Regions from separate parts of the Hordeum vulgare genome. Here region 1 is linked to region 2. The links are chromatin contacts, called in public Hi-C maps. All regions are on one chromosome and are shown on one strand. Each heading gives the region's core, a stretch centred on a gene start, on an enhancer-like site or on the middle of the called end of the contact. The rest is flanking DNA. Distances are from core to core; before and after follow the strand shown. Region 1 holds the start of LOC123406965 (sulfite oxidase). Region 2 holds the start of LOC123409718 (exocyst complex component EXO70A1-like).

Region 1 (2,700 bases), core at 14-2,513, 560 kb before region 2:
TCATCTAGTTAATACAAAAGACATGGACAAATCACAAATGCTTACTTATCCTAATTTTCCATCAATATAAAGGAAAAGTTACTGCTGCACGAACTAGTACTCCTATAGAATGTCGTAATTAATTCACAGACATGTCACATAATATGGTTCTACATTTGTTTGAACAATATGTTTCACCAATTGCATGCGTCTAAAAAACTTTTCTTATTTGTCTTTTCTATCCTCACATTCATCTCCGCTATACCCCTCGCCTTCTAATTCCCTCCATTCAACTAAGGAATTCTCTATAATAATTCGCAAATCCAAATCTGCTAATTGTTCTCTAATATCACCTACTCCTGTTGCAATTTCCCAATTTCAAAATGTTGCACAGCCTGGGGTAGAAGAAAAGGGAGAAATGTTGTGGTTACAGGATGTGACCTCCTCTTCGAATAAACCTCGTAATCATAAGAAAGTAGGCCTTTCAGTGATGGGCCTAGCAAAAGAGAAATCGCTGTACTCTAGACCCTCCAATTTCGTAATAGGGGCCACATAAATATTTTTCATACATATGAATAGAGACCATTTCAACGGAGGAAGTTCGAGTTTGTGTGTTTCGAGTCAGCGGTCAAGTTCTTCGAACAAATCTCCTAGAGGAATCAGATCACATCGGTCCTACAACTTGTGAGAAAACCAGGAATAGCTTCTATAGATGCTAACTACACATAGCAGCAGGCTGGAAGCCCTGTTGGAGTGTACTGGAACGAGGACTGCATCTCCCAAACCAGAACTGGAGCGGGAACCCCGATCGCACGCCTTGGCACCAGCAGTCGGACGCGCACCTATTCACCACTAGACTAAAATTCCGAGCCTAAACACGGATGCCCGATTGCTCACGGCTCATATCGGCAGCCGGACGCGCCACGGCATAAACGGCGCCGCCCGCGATCCCCGCCGCCCCGATGCGGCGGCGCACAAATCCAGCAGCCCCAGGCCGCGAATCCGCAGCCGATGCCGCCGCCCGCGCCGCGACATGCCAAGCCCACCCGCGCGACCGAACAGCAGGTACGAAGGAGGTCGGGCGAACCAACCTTGGAGTTGATCCTGAGGTCCGGGTGCCGCGGCGGCTCCTCCGCGTAGTCCGACGGTGCCGTGAGCCCCGGCATCTCCCTTCCTTCGTCTTCGTTTGGTCACTGGCCGTGGTTTTTTTGGCAGGCACGCACGGGAGTAGTGTGTATTTTGTTGTCGCAAAATTTGGGTGACGATGACCCCGATGATTGTGGGTGTGTGGTGAGTCGGGAAGTGCAAAGCCGCCGCTCGATGGCCTAAACACTCACTGTGCCATGACATGCGGGCCCTCTCGTCTCTGGAAAAAGGGGGTTCTGCACCTGGTTTCATTTCGTTGTAACAAAACCGCAGCGTTTTTACAATGTTTCGTTCTATACGAGGCGAGCGGTTCTGGCTTAGCTTCATTCCATTCTCCTTTTTCCATTTAAAAAAAGTGAGAATTTATTGTGATTATTTAAACTAGCAATAAGCCATGCGCTGCAACGGGGCATGCATATTCTAGTCCGACATCAGCCCGTTCATCTTTTTCTTTACAGAAAATCTGCTGATGTTTTTGGCAATCAACCGACAGTACAAATTTAAGTGACTCATTATCCTGTCGATAACCCTGCTTTTTCTGTTCATCAGCGTGTGGTCCATTTTCGAATGAGATAGAAAAATGTTATGCTTTTGCAGAGAACTCTAGTTGTTTTTGATAATCAAGCATAGGTTAGTCCCAGAGAGGCTGACCAGTGGGCCCCCTGTCAGGTTTGATCTGAACAGGTCGGCTGACCTGCTGACGTCAGCCTGAGGCAATAAATAGAATTTCCAGTATAAAACTAATTCAGAAAATTGCTAAAATTTGTAAAAATCATAGAAATTAATCTGTAACTCCAATGAAAATAATTTATATATGAAAAAGTATCAGAAAAATTCAAGGATTCTGATTATACTATTTTCAACCATGTTTAAAAAAGTTACAAAACCCTAAATTGTGGAATAAGAAATAATTCAATTCTTTTAATCACTTTATAAATGGAATTTGCAAAAATATTCAAATTTCATTATATATGCAATGATCACACACTGCCCTAATTACAAACCAGTACCATAACATGACATTTCATGCATGTTAACATCAAGTTGATCTGAGCATCAGGTCGAATCAATTAAACCGGTATCCGAGAATACCCCGTTTGAATTGCTATTCGAATGTGGTTCAAATCAACTCTAAACCTATTACATGTTGAAAACAATAACTTATCACCTTGCATTCTCATGCCATGCTCATGCATCATTTTGAGTGCATATGATTGTTATTGAATGTTGCCATTCTTTTCGGTAGGCTCCGCACCCCCGGATTCCACCGAATATCCGTCTGACGGATATCGTTCCTCCTCTGAGCAACAAGGCAAGCAACCCCTTTGATCATTCCGATAACTCCCATGTTCTTGCTCCTGCACCTATTTATTGCATTAGGATCAAATGCTTCAACTGCTTTTGCCACGATAGTTGAACCCACTTCCTTTGCATGACTTAACCTTGTCACAGTAAATAGCCAAACCTTGCAACCTAGCATACCTGGTAGTTGCTTGAGCTGTGATGTGCCTTATCCTGCTATGCGTGCTATGCTTAGAGTTGTGTATGGTCTGTCATCTGGGAGATGAACAGAAT
Region 2 (2,700 bases), core at 54-2,553:
CGCAGAGCCGCCGCTCGCCGGCGAGGAGGGTCCTGACCACGACCCGGATGGCATGGTTCCACCGCCGCATCTTCTGGTCGAGCACCAGCCATTCCATCCTTAACACCTCCTCGATGGCCACGGGCTCGGCGGCGCCCAGCTGGTGCGCCACGGCCTCCGCGAGGGCGTCGCGGCGGGCGGTGACGTAAACCTGCGCGAGCTCCGGGCCGTAGCCGGCGCGCAGCATGCGGTCCGCGACGCCGCGGACGGAGGCAGCCGCGCGCGGTGAGAGGCGCGGCGACGCGTCGGGCGGCGTGGCCGCGTCGTCGAGGTCGTCCGAGGAGAGCGAGAGGCGCCGCGCGGACGAAGAGCAGAGCAGCGCGCGCGCCTCCTCCTCCAGGCGCGGCATGGCGGCCTGCACGGCCTCGGCCGCGCGGGAGGCGAGGCCGCCCTGGAGCGCGGCCGCGGTGAGGGCGTCGTCGACGGCGTACAGGTAATCGATCATGCCGGACGACGAAGACGACGAGTTGCACCGGCGGATGACGTCCTCCGCGGCCGCGAACGCCTCCTCCTCCTCCTTCTGCTCCTGCTCCCCCTCATCCCTCTCATCGCACCCGTACGCCTCCCCGGTCGCTTGACCCTCCGCCGGAGGGGACGTCGGGAGCAAGCGCGCGTCGTAGATAGACAGCACGCGCATCATGTCATCGGCGGCGTTCTTGGAGACGGCCATCCTCTTCACTATGTCCGTGGGCGGCGCCTCCGAGACCGAGGACGACGCGATCGTCCGATGGAGGAAACAGCAAGAAACCTCGCTGCTGCTTCTGCTGCTGCTTCTGCTTCTTGTTCGGTGGTCTCGTCGCCGATGGAGGTGGCGTGGGAAGACCGGGAGAAAGTATCCGCCACCTACGCCGTGGTTTTAATCGCCTTGTAGTAACGTTGACGCGCGACGGGCCAACCAACCAAACGAAGCACGGTCGCGGTTACCGTGTCAAGCAATTGCCAGATTATCAGCGCGGTTTTTGGACCGCCGCAGAATATTGAGAGGCACGGTTCATACCTGCGCTTGACAGATAAATGTCCCCGTTTCTTTTCTACTTTCTTTCTTTTCGTTTATAAAAGATGAACAACCGATTGTCTGCTTCAGTTGAATAGTAGTACTTGGACGGTTGATCCTCTGTCAGCTTCACGAAAAAGTCAGGATTAACATCATCCCCAATAGTTGCCCTGTTTGTTCTGCACGAAACTGAGATACCGCACTGATTAATTAGAGTAAGAGCATCAGGATTCATTCTTTCTTTAAGACAGCTCTCTCTCTCTCTCTCGCAGAAAAAAAAGGTGTACACAGTTGAATAGCACTCGACCTGATACATCAGTTTCTAATCGGATGGTCGCTCAAACGTGTTCTGGTGTTCATCAACGATATCCTGCGTGGACCGTGGTCAGTCTCTACTATTCTGCACTTGCTTATAGACATTTTGTAGAGATACTTGCTTAGAGAATAGAGACAAGTCAATGCCCGGCGGCCTCCTGGCCCAGTAAGCCGGCACATTTGGCCCACGAACCGCCGAAAAGTCAAGGGGAAAGACTTCTGATCTTTCATAACCGACACAGAAGGTTAGATGAACAATGGCACTTGCCCTGAAAAAGGAATTAAATAATGCTACTGTTCACTAGTCATTGTCATATCGCGAATATCTCGTTATCGTCAAGTCCACATTTGCGTAAATGTACATGATCCCGGCAATCCGATGAAAAAAGATTGAAGAGGCAAACATTCCTGTCTCCATGGACCTTTGCAACGCGGTGCATTGCTTCATCCATGTCTCTTCTCTAGCAACCATCTTGAAAGACAAATCGCTTTCTTTGGCAGTCTAGGCCAAGGAAGCGGGGGCGGCCATGCACAAGCACACGCACACACGCAATTTGGAGAGATAATTGCATCTGTCATCCTGGAAGTTGGCGGCGAGCTCCAATCCAGTCCAGGAAGTTGAGAACTGCTTCGATACTATCCTCATACACGGAAATACGTCACCAATACAGTTCTGGTACTTGGAGTTGCCGTCCCTGCTCTACGCGGCATATACTTATCACGAATACACCGAATGACACGTCACCGCATGGCCCATCCGTCAGTTAAGACCCCACCAGTCAGCTGAGACCCCACCTGTAAGTGCGGACTGGATAAGACTAGGTGAGCCAGTTCGAGGGGGAAAATCCCCAAATCCAACCCGCAACCCCCTCCGGCGATGAGTAGCTCGAGCGTGGAGAGCGAAGACGGCCGAAGTACGGCGGCGGTGGTCGTCGGCGGTGATGGATCCAACCGCAACTTGCTGGATAGGGCTTACCCACACGAGGTTTGGCGTCGTGGTGAGCCCTGTCTCCGTCCAGAGAGGAGTCGTGTCCTGCTGGCACGGACGCCATTGATGGACGCGCTGGAAGCTCGCTACCGCCAGTTCGTTCTTCTGGCCAGTGCGCTTGGAGACGGCGAGGTTGTGACACCGGCGGCTCTCCTGGCCAGCATCAAGGCGTGCTGTGGCATCCTGCCGTCGGAGGTGAGCATCCAGGTAGCGTGCCCCCCGCATGACTTGTGGCTGTTTTTCTCAACGGAGGAGAAGTGTACGCTAGTGCTGCAATCATCAATGAAGTTCAAGTGTTGCAGCCGGTGGATCCAATTTCACCGCTGGGTCAGAGAGATTCGAGCCACTGCGGCTGGTCTGGAGT

Evidence for each region. A called contact is a pair of places that touch in the nucleus more often than the background predicts.
Region 1: a contact with region 2 is called in a Hi-C map of seedling, with 3 times the contacts expected there. The contact joins the promoter of LOC123406965 here to the promoter of LOC123409718 in region 2. A contact is called at or near these places in 2 of 6 Hi-C or Micro-C datasets (leaf and seedling).

What each region holds. Positions count from the first base shown.
Region 1 is chr7H:203,694,503-203,697,202 of MorexV3_pseudomolecules_assembly, reverse strand. It overlaps LOC123406965 (sulfite oxidase), which reads right to left and starts at 1,263. Exons shown (of 12, transcript XM_045099982.1): 1 at 1,071-1,263. The coding sequence starts at 1,145.
Region 2 is chr7H:203,134,898-203,137,597 of MorexV3_pseudomolecules_assembly, reverse strand. LOC123409718 (exocyst complex component EXO70A1-like) reads right to left here and starts at 1,303. Exons shown (of 1, transcript XM_045102579.1): 1 at 1-1,303. The coding sequence starts at 709.